2 separate regions of the Zea mays genome follow, and region 1 is linked to region 2. Evidence: chromatin contacts called from public Hi-C data. All regions are on one chromosome and are shown on one strand. Each heading gives the region's core, a stretch centred on a gene start, on an enhancer-like site or on the middle of the called end of the contact. The rest is flanking DNA. Distances are from core to core; before and after follow the strand shown. Region 1 has its middle 25 kb from the start of LOC103626716. Region 2 has its middle 71 kb from the start of LOC100191856.

Evidence for each region. A called contact is a pair of places that touch in the nucleus more often than the background predicts.
Region 1: a Hi-C map of ear shows a contact between it and region 2, with 1.8 times the contacts expected there. The contact joins two enhancer-like sites. A contact is called at or near these places in 3 of 25 Hi-C or Micro-C datasets (bundle sheath, ear and leaf).

The regions. Positions count from the first base shown.
Region 1 is chr5:94,817,490-94,823,099 of Zm-B73-REFERENCE-NAM-5.0, reverse strand. No RefSeq gene overlaps it. Among protein-coding and RNA genes, the nearest start is that of LOC103626716, 25 kb to the left of the region's middle. Within about 2 kb of position 2,584, at least 20 of the 20 cell types and tissues checked have an H3K27ac peak or open chromatin away from gene starts, as enhancers often do. A contact at or near this core is called in bundle sheath, ear and leaf, where this site is marked.
Region 2 is chr5:94,365,581-94,371,395 of Zm-B73-REFERENCE-NAM-5.0, reverse strand. No RefSeq gene overlaps it. Among protein-coding and RNA genes, the nearest start is that of LOC100191856, 71 kb to the right of the region's middle. Within about 2 kb of position 4,160, at least 17 of the 20 cell types and tissues checked have an H3K27ac peak or open chromatin away from gene starts, as enhancers often do. A contact at or near this core is called in bundle sheath, ear and leaf, where this site is marked.

The DNA of each region.
Region 1 (5,610 bases), core at 1,335-3,834, 450 kb before region 2:
CTCTACTGTTGATGTTGATGGTGCCTCGTTACCCGCTCGTTATCATGCATATGATCGTGTGCGAAATAATGTTTGCACCACATATAATAGTGTTTGTTGAGCGGGGTTTGATATAGAAAACAAGATAGAGAATGGGATATACTCCCTCCAGGTCTAAAATTCTTGACGAGAAGTCATTAACTAGAGTGCATGTTTCCCGTTTTACCTTTAGTAAATAAGGTCGTGTGGCATTGGAGGTCATTATATTCTCTTAGCTCATGTGGTTGGAAAGACATTTTTGAAGCCTACGGTCTCCGGTTCAACTCCTGGCCGTGCATTAGAGGCCCTTTTTTCGCGATGGGATTTATTTTGCTGCATCCGTCATTTTTTTCGTTCGCGCCAATGTTGCCGCTGCATGCCATTTTTTTCGCGCCAATGTTGCCGATGCGTGGATGTAATCCGGCTAGCTATCACTAGATGCATTGCAAACGTACTGGTGCCAGATATCCAAAATAATCCAGCTAACCAGATACTACTACTCTACTACTAACTGTGGTGCTTGTTCATGATGGATTTGAATATGGAACCACCGAACAATGAAATTGGTAATGCCGGTCTTCATTTTCTTTTCTTTTTAGCTCGTGACAAAGTGTCTATGCTGCTCCACAATTTCAGCATGTTTAATACGCATGCATGCAGAGAAAATAAGGAGCCCCATGTAGCAAGGGGAATTAAATGCGCAACATTGGTGCACGCTAAGCGCGCATGCAGGGGCAAAAACGGCTAAATTTGCATGCAAAAGCTAAAACATCAAAATTTTTGATCCATTCCTTCGTTGCCTTAAACGTCAATTTAGACTAGAGGGAGTAGGAGAGCTGCTGGAGACGATAGCCTTAGCGCTGTCCGTCATATATACTTGGTTCCTCTCCTTTGTTTTCTTAAGCTAGCTATAGTACACCCCGCAGGTTAATTAGTTACTACATACTCGTAGTGCTAGCTAGGTACCCCGGATTATCCTAGATTAGATCTGTGTACGTGGACAGTAGCATATGAGACGCAAGAGACTCACCAACCACCCACCGCCTTCTGATTCCCTTGCGTCCGCATGCTTCTCCAACCGAGCAGAAAGTGTTGGTGGGTAGGAGTACATGTACTTGGAGAAGTGGGAGATCTCCTCTGCTGCTGCGCTGGGTCCTCACTTGTGCCGCACCGCACGGGGAACATGTGCTTCTTGTGCTGTGCCAGTGCCATGCATGCATCCAACTGTTCCTTACGTAAGTGTGTGCGTGAGCGCGTGGTCAGGGCGCTCGGTCGGTCGGTCGCGGCGCGTTCATGCCTGAAAAATCGCCGTCGAGATGCGCGCGCGCGTGGCTCCACTCCACTCCACCGGGGCTTCTTCTGATCTGATTAATTAATAAATAAATTAATAAGCACGCTCTCGCCGCTCGGCCAGGTTGCATGCACGAGTTGTCCGGTGCGTGTCGGCACGGGCATGGGCGCATGACGCGGAGTCCACGCTACCAGGCCCCGCCGACGCCGACGCCGACGTGATAGATGGCGTCGTCCTGTGTCCTGCAAAAAGATCCTGCTGTCCTTGTTCAGAAAACAAAAAAGAAATCCTCCTGTCCACGGCGACGACGCGCTCTGCCAGCCAGACGCTGCACCTGCATGCACGCACCAAACCACCGGCTTTGCTCGCGCTGGTGTGGCACGTGCGTGCTAGCAGTGGCAAGTCTGTTTGGTTTGGAGTAATCAGGTATTAGGGTTTTTGCAGAATTAAGGTTATGACAATTGGTTGAGTATGAAGGGAAAAATACCATGGTGTTCAGAAGCATTTTCTTGAGATTAATCTCAGAGCTTTGTACATGCCATGCACCTTTGTGATATCGCAATCTTGTACCAAAGATATTCATTCTTTGATATCACACCGTCTTGGTCGAGGGAGGGGCGACACATGTTTTGCCCTTATTAAATAAGATGTTTAGTATATTCTATATGAGAAATTATCATCATAGGTGTACTGGCTAGTAGTGCCAGGAGTTGCAAGACAAGACGTCGCATATTTTTTCCTCATATGAAACATACCAAACACCCTATTTAAAAAATAAGAGTATAGAGACGAGGGGGTCTTTTTTGCCCCTATACTCGGCGGCAGGTCCCCTAGGGATCCTGGTGCCAAAAAAATGCAAAAATATTCATAATTGAGCCTCTGTAGTCCATTATTGGGACGGTAGCCACTCATTTTTTTTTCGCAATATTTCAGTTCTGGAGTATAGTTTTAAAATCTAAATATTTTAAATGAAAAAAAGCGCAACACTAGTGCATAGCGGGGTAACAGGCCACGAGCAATGGGCCATATAAAGCCCATGTACGGATGTAAGAAGCGGTCAGCCCAAATAAGTGAATTACGGTTCCTTCTTCTCGCTCGTGACCAACATCGTTCGCAGGTAATTGTCGTACCTGGTCAGCCCAAATAAGTGTAATTGTATCTAAAGACCATCTTTTACGGCCTTATGTTTTTTTTGGGGTGATAGATTACTCCATTTGTTGGCCCATCACTGCTAAAGAGGCCGAGTGGATCGAGCTCTCGCGAAGGAGCTGGCCAGCTGGGCAGTCTGTATTATGTGGGCCAAGTCTCCAGGCCTGTAAGGAAAAAGTTAAGCCTCCCACCCGGGCGCGCACCGCTCACCGACGACCACCGGATCCACATCGCCTGAATATGACCAGGTAATCTCTTGTTTGCGTTATTAATTATCCACCTTAAAAACTTATCCTGACCTTTTCAGTAAAAAAAAAACTATCAACCAGAAAAAAATGCAGATTACGATACTGAAAGTGCTACGCTTGATCTTGGCTGCTTATTGCAATCGTACACCTGGAGAAGGTCGACTCGCCGAACAATCTGACCTGTTGTAGTTGTAGGCCATGAAGAATGAAGGCAGTCAGTTTGGCAAGCACCGTTCCACCACGTGTCATCCACTGACCGTACTAGATTCCAGACGAGTTGATAGCAGTACAACTGTTAACTGAAAACAAGTTTGCTTGAGAGCAGCGACCACCGTGCATAAATTCTTGCTCCGCGGCGCAAGTCAGCATGACTGCTGTACATATGTAGACGAGGTGCTCAGCAGCAGAAGCTTCAAGGCAAGCTACACTAGTAAGTAACAAAGCTCCCCCAAGTTTGCTCCTTTGAACTGCTACTGCTCCGTTCCGTTTCCAGCACACCAGAACGCGACAAATGCCCCCACCCCAAAGCCATGGCATCATTGGCGAGATGGGCTGGGTGTACGTGTGTGGGCTCCATGAGAGGAATTATTGTGGAGCAATCCAACTTGACTTTGACCACCTGTCTGTCAAACGGTGCTTACCCAAGTGCAGTCTTTATGCGACATTTCTCTCCGCCTTGTATCATGGATCTCCCTCTCCAGTGGTCCTAGCAGCTTATCATGGACTGTGCACCTCAGTGCCAGAAAGTTGGCTTCTCGGTGGATTAACGAGAAGAAGCGTCATCTGCCAAGCGTCAACAAGTTTATCTGCCCCCCCGGTCAAAATAAGAATCAAAACAAAAGGAAAAAGAAAGCCGGCTTGGAAGGACATTAATGGCTGATTCGGTGAACAGAGATCACGAGCGGATCTATAGAGAGGAATCCACTTTCTATTCAAAATTGAATAGCAAGAAAATTACTTACATAGATACTTTCATGATCTCTATGCACCAAACCAGCCATAAAGGTGGGTTTGGTTGAACGTACAAGGGGACAGCTATATTTTCTATGGTATTTGAATGAGAGTTACGTAGGAAGTGAGATGAACACCGGATCGATTTTTGGTAGCGACGTGATCCAAAAAATCGAGTGGATGATGTCACCCCCTCATACTACTTTAACTTCAAACCAAACACATCCTAAGGTGATTGTTTAGCCAGGCGCTCATATTTCAGCACCATCGATCCTACTTTTGCTTCGAGACCTGACATGAGTGGCAACCGAAAATTCAATTTACTAGCTACTGGCCATCGGACGCAACATGTTTCATCGCTCCCTTATCTCTGTTTGCTTTTCTTGACAGTGACAGGAGGAGTTGTCATATGGCACGCCCAATGGTGGCTTTGCATCTATTCTCTTCTGAAAAGGAAACCATGATGCATAGGTGTCAAAACATGTATGGGCTACTGTTCTATCCAAACCAGCTTCACTTGTCACCTAGAGCTCTTGAAGTCACGCACAGTTTTTCTTCTTAGGTAGCATGAGAGGACTTGTTGCAACTGACCCAGCGCTTTCTTGGCTAGCTAGCGATTAGTCGTACATCACCTTCCTGGATGCTGGACTGCTGGTCCTGATCGCACACGTCTGTGAACGGATCGGATCTCCAGCTGTGTTGGTTAGATAGCTATAGTAGTACTTCTCAGGTTTTGAGTAGAAATGAATTTTTAGATTGAGGTTTTAAAAAATCTTCTCGCCCGTCTCACGTCAAAGCATAGTTATAAGGCATATGCTTAAAACTTGGTCCTTCTCATACTCATACCACAACATAGATCTAATGTTTGACCTTGTGGTGGTTATTCTTATATGAGCTACAAGCCGCTTTGAAAGGGCAGAGCAAGGGTTATTTTTTAACATGTGCGATCTGAGAAGGTTTCTCTTAGCAAAATATCTGTTTGGACACATCTGTAGCACCTTTTTACACTCAACAGGATATATGATGTCGATGCACCCACCACGTAGGTGTCAACACGAGGAAGCTAGCTACATCTGCACCACCTTATAGGAAAATACAGTTAATCTATATTCCAAGGCGTAAAAGAAGATAGTTGCACTGTGCAAGTCACTGTGGATAAAGCTGGGTGATCTGCACACTGATGATATTGTAGCATGTTGCAATGGACCTAAGAAACTAGCTCGTGTGGCTCTAGAAAGGAGAAATGAAATGGAATAGAAAAGAAGATAGTATAAAAAATAAAAGAAAGAAACTACTTTTTTTTCTGCACATGTGATTAAAGTAGAAAACTCTCCCAGATCTATTGAACTGCAACCTCCTTACTGCTGTTTGTTATGATCTGACGTCTATATATGTCCTGTACTGGCCAGCAATGAATAAAATTTGAGTGGACACACTACATAGTAGCAGAAAATATATAAAAAAAGTCATGTGAAATCCTTTGTTTTAAGAACATTCTATGGATTCCCATGTGTTCTAATGAGCAAAAAACTGTGTTACCGCTACCACTCTTTATCGTGTCTATGTTAGTTCTACCCAGTAGTCTGACTTTGTTAAGCTGTGTATGTATTATATATAGTTTGTAGGCTACTTCTGCTACAGCTCTGTTTTCAAATGTGAATTAAGAAAGGCCATGTCATTATCCCAACTGATTAGGTTTGGATTGCCTCATACATGCGAAGGTTTTGAGAAGATTTGACAGTACCAAGATCCAACTATATAGTCTGAATATTAGAATCGGTGTAGAATTCTTTTCTTTTTTTGAAAGAGGTGGAGAATTCTTAAGAGACCTGGTAAAAAAACAGAAAGTTTAACCATTTTTGTTGTTTCTTGCAGGCTGCATTGATCTGAAGCTATGATAATTGAAATATGGGAACTCCAAAGTATTTGTTACTTGAGCTTCCTGTTTGGTTG
Region 2 (5,815 bases), core at 2,911-5,410:
GGATTGAGTATTGCATACATTGCGCATTTTGATTATACCTTGATCATATTATTAATGTTGTACTTTATATCATATTCATGTGAGTATCAAGGTCAAGTTGTAGAAAATCATCCTGGACCTCACAAGTCCAAGTGCTTTGGATACGCGCATTTAGGTGGAGGATAGTCTACATTTTGACCTCCTTGAGACTAACAATGTTTTGGAGTTAATCTTGTGTTTAATCTCAAGGTTAGAAAAGGAAATGGTGGAGTGGAGCAAGACGCTTCCACACTCGGTATCAACGGCGACTCAAACTTCACTCAGTTTTGCAATACTCCTACTTTATTTATTTATTCCTTTTGAGTATTGTAGATAGTCCATTTGACTTTCTTCGTTTTGATGCTTAATGCCAAAGGGGCAGAAAGTATATGCCAAAGCATAATGAATCGATCACTTAACCAATTTTCAAAAAGTTTTGGATTTGATTTTCGATTAGCATCTATTGGTATTTATATGTGAAACCCTCTTGAGAAGCTAAGAGGAGAACCATTTGCAAAATCTTTGTAAAACAAAGGAGTTCTTTTCTCTTATGCAAAAAGGGAGGGGGTTAAAAGCTTTGGTGACTTGCAAATCTTTTCAAGAAAGAAGTTCTCCAAACATAGAAAAGAATTTGATTTGCGAAATCAAAAAGGCTAAGTGGTGCTAAATTGGTCCAAAAACGTCAAATACTCAAAACCAACTTAGTCAAGCTCAATTTGAATTCTTTAGGCTCATATGGATTAGCAAACTAGATTTGAGTTAGTCATATTATTTATGCTTTGGTTGTGCTGGCATTGATGACCAAAAAGGGAATGATTGTAAGGGAAATAGGCAAATAAGCCATTTCCGTATTGTTTTGGTGATTAATGTCAAACACAACATACTAGACTAACTATTTGACAAGTCTATGAGCACAGGTCCAATTCAAGGCAAATTGAGTAAAGTGAAGTTCATATATACTCAAACAACGCAGGAAAGTGCAACTTTATTAAAATAGGTAAAACAATGAGGTTTGAACTTTTGAATAAGTTGCACACACCTATATTAATGTCTTTTGCACTTTGGTTCGATCTCTAACTTAGTTTTTTTATAAACTATTTATTTAGACTTGTTCTGAGCAGAAACAAGAAAACTCAAAAGGAGATGAGATAAAAGGTATGAACCTATGAATTAGGTATGTCAAACATACTCCAATTATGTTTGTCTAAGTCATAGAACTCGAATCGAAGAACACCTAGCTAAAAAGGATTTCAACTAGGTGATGGGCCTCACCGGACTGGACCGATGGTGCACCGGATTGAGTTCGCTGAGAACCCAGACTAGGGGCTTCAGATGCCTAGTGCATCGGATTAGTCCGGTGGTGCACCGGACCCTCCATACGGGAACAGTATTATAAAAATCACCAAATTGTCTACAGGAGTGGTGAAAGTCGCCTAGAGGGGGGTGAATAGGCAAAACCTGTAAATTATAAACTTTGAACATGTACTTCACCCGGGGTTAGGATTAGAAACAAATAATAATGAATACAGAGTGCAGAAGAGAGTTCTTCTTGCTATGAGTTGCACAATTAATGTGGATAACTTCGGGAGCTAACTCAAAGGATTGTGAGCAAGAGAACTTTTAGAGAGAGGGGAGAGGGAGAATCAAATCGCAAGTTAATGATCAACACAAATGAACACAACGATTTGTTTCCCGAGGTTCGGTTCCAACGAACCTAATCCCCATTGAGGAGGCCACAAAAGCCAGGTCTTTTTCAACCCTTTCCCTCCCTCAATCGATCACCTAGACCGATTGAGTGCTTCTTCTTAATCTCAAGGATCACAAAAACCCCGCAAGGATCACCACACACTTAGGTGTCTCTTGTTAGCTTTACAAGTCACTTAGAGAGTTTAGAAGGAGATGAAGAAAGCATGATTAAAAAGCCAAGCAACAAGAGCAACAAATGAAACACGAATCACACTCTCTCAAGACACTAATTACTATTGATCACTTGTCTTAATTGTGGGACTTGGAGATGATTGGAAGCTTTGAATGTGTCTTGTATTGAATTCCTTGCTCTTGTATTGAATGTGGATGTATTGAATGCTTGGATGTGCTGAATGGAGGTGGTTGGGGTTGTATTTATAGCCCCCACCAGAATTATAGTCGTTGGACAGAAAGGAGCAGCTTTCTATCGACGGGCCCACCGGACAGTCCGGTGCACACCGGACACGACACTGTTCATTGTCCGGTGCCTGCCATGTCACTCGGCCATTGGTGTCTGTAGCAGTCGAGCGTTGGATCCGCCTGCCCCTGTGGCGCACCGGACAGTCAGATGCGACCTGACGCCTGACCGTTTCTAACCTTCTGACAGTTTCTGACTCCGGTGGCAGTCGACCGTTGGCGAAGTTGACCGTTGGCCATGGGCTCACCGGACAGTCCGGTGAATTATAGCCATGGAGCGCTGAGTTTTCCCGAGAGCGGCCTGTTCGTCGGGCGCGCCAGCCTGGGCACCGTACACTGTCTGGTGCACACCGAACAGTCCGGTGCACCGCAGGCTGGTGCAAGTCTGATTCACACCATATTTATAGAAACGACCTAAGGGTCCATTTTCCTTACAGATGTATATGAACTTTATGTACCTGAGAAAAGATCAACTAGGCAAACTAGTTAGTCCATAAGTTTTGTGTAACACCCAAAATCTTATTTTTGGAATTATAAAGGCTCTCCAAAAGATTAAGCTAAAATGTCTATTTCATTATAATGTATAGAGGAAATAAATAGTGATATTCAAACTTTGGTAGTTCAAAACTTGAAGTTAAAACTTTGAACTGAGATTAAATGAGAAAAATAGAAAGATTCCAAATTGTTTAGGGAGTAAAATTATTCACTATAGTGCCTATGAAGCTATCTCTTAGTAGGAAATAAATTCAGAAATTCGTGCACAAATAAAAACATTTAGAATTATTGCCTACAGAATAATCACCAAAGGATCTAGGATGATATATTCGATTTTTTTTAGATTAGTGTATTTTATGAGTTTCATAGTAAGAGAACGTTTGTTTAATAGCTAAAACAAGATAATAAATAAATAGAAGTAAACTTTACATAACCATGCTGGACTTTTCTTAGCTGTGCATTTTAAATCCAAATTTTATTTGAGTTTGATTCGAAATATGGAAATCAAAATAGAAAAAAAGAAATAAAAAGAAAAAAAACCAAAACAACAAAAAGAAAGGAGAACCATACCTGCGTGGGCCCAAAGCCACGGGCGCGCGGCCCAATTAGCCCCGCGCGGTCGGATTCTATCACGCCCACTCGCACTAGCCACTGCCACATGGGCCCACGCATCAGCCGGAAGCCGCACCTGCGCGTTTGGACTCCCTCACTGACTATTGGGACCCATGTGTCATATTCATCCCCAACCTCACCGTGAACCTCGCAGATGGTTGCAACTAACCCCACGCGCGTGCTCGACCGAATTTGTTGGCGTCAGTTGCGATTTGGTGGGCCCCACGCAGGAGGGATCGTTCGCAGTCCGGCTCCGCATGCGTGTATAAAGGCCGGGGCCATCCTCGCTAACCTCGGCGCCGGTGCGACTGGTCCTGCTCGCCGGGGAACACCGCTGAGATCTATTCAAGCGCTCGCCGCCCTTATGTCCTCTATGCGTGGTCCTGGGCGTTCGGCTGATCGTGTCGCACGTAGGAGGCACATAGCAGGGTGAATATGGAAACCACGGTATCGGCGATTTCTCACCGATGGTCGGACGATGTCGGCGAGCCGAAATCCCATCGCGGACAGACTTCTGCGGAGGCTCCCATCCCTAGTAAGAAGCTTATATCATCTTCTATTAAGCTCTACTTGTGTTGCACCTCCTGCGTTGGGGTTTAGCCGGAGAATCGTGTCGTTGGGATGGGCTCCGGTGGTACGCCACCGCAGGGAAGACATGTGCCACTGTCCTGCCGAGCTGTGGGGGGGGGGGGGGGGGGGGGGGGGGGAGACGGGCCTATGTACGTTGATCACAAAATGAGCACTGGAGATTAGATCTAGTATCACCCCTGCGTCGGTTTGATCTAAACCGGAGATCGGGAGATGGAGGGACGGCGTTAGTATCTAGTTGTTTCAAAATCCGGGCCGTCGATCGCTCGTTGGGCGGCTCGGATTGCATACCGGTTTAGTATATATAACTTCTAATCTGAGCCACCAGAGTCTGATCGGATGGCCCTAGCTCACCCGTACCCCTTCGAGCCGTCTATTTTGCTTAAGAGCCCCTGCAGATCTAGGGTTTTAACATGCCGTCCTTGGCATGTGTAAAATAATTGGGATAGAGTCCAAGATATTTATAAGCTACCCTGTATTCTTTAGAATGGTAACAACAGTCCGTAGCTCTTGTTTTTAGTAAAAAGAATTTTAGAAAATGATTTATAACATAGAAGTAAATCACATAATATTAGAAAAAAATATAAGTTGCACATTTTAACTCCTTTTGATCCATTCCAGTGTGACACCCTAGGTGTCTATTTCGTGTTATGTTGGGAGATTTATCCTAATCTCGGATCCATTCCAGTGTGACACCCTTGGTGTCTATTTCGTGAAATGCTTAAGTGTCCTGATACAAATTGAAACTTGATAACTAAGTCATAATGATTTGAACTTGAGAAATTGGTGATAGTGTCTCTCTATGATTTTGCTTGGTGATTTAGTTAAGTGCTCTTGTGCTAGCAAACTAAAATTACTGCGTGTACAATTTTGGTTGTGCGTGTAATCTAGTTAAGTAAAATATGTGTTTTGTAGAAAAATCATATAGAAAAGTTGTACATAACTTTATTATCTTGCTCGTGTTAAAAATTGACAGCCATAAGTCTGATCGTTTAGAAGCTATGCTTTTCACATGTTCAGTAACTGAATCTGTCCAATTTCAGTACAGATTCCAGAGATTGCATTGTTTGCTTAAGTTCAGTTTAGAATCAGTCCTTATAAATTATGGTCGAGAGGGTTATTGCTTCCAGGATAGATGGTCGAGAGGGTTATTGCTTCCACAGGAGAGGACCAGGAGGAGTAGTGTGGCCAGGCTTCGCCATGTTACTCGGTTTTCTCCGTTAGTTATTTCCGCTGCATTAAAAATTTTGGTTACTGTTTCTGAAACTCTGATAATGTAATCACTAATGATACTTTCTTAATTTATGGTATTATGCTTTATTTTATTTCTCTGTGCCTCACCTTCGAGTGAGCTAGTGGTATTCGATCCTGGATAAGTGGCTTTATCGGACTAGATCCGAGGGACTAACGAGTTATTCCGGTTTAAGTGTGTTGCTACCTTTAAGGGTATGACTTGGCCACTTAAGCTGGAATAATTTGGACGGTTTCGCCATAGCTGGTATCGGAGCGAGTACCACTTCAGAGAAGTCAATAAGTCATGAATACCAACTTTTTAAAAGTAAAACTTGCTTAGAAACCAATGTTGGATAGATCGTCAGGACGGTAAAGATAAACCTATGACGTGAAGCCTTAGGGAATAGATGGGTAGCTTGGTGGCTATTTATATAGGCCATAAAGGCTACTACTACTATTAATAAGGATGTTGTAGAAGCACCCGAAAAAGTAGTTAGGTCTGAGAAGACGTCTAGAATGAGCATGCATCATGATTGTCGCATTATAATTGTCTCTTGTGCACCAACATGCTTCTCTCACCTTCATTCTAATAATAAGAACTTGTGAATATTTTAACGCACTGCTATGTTAGGAACTTAAGAAATGCCTTACCTCGTGTCAGATTGGTAAGTCTTGTTAGGTCGTGTTATGTGTTTCACTTGTCTTG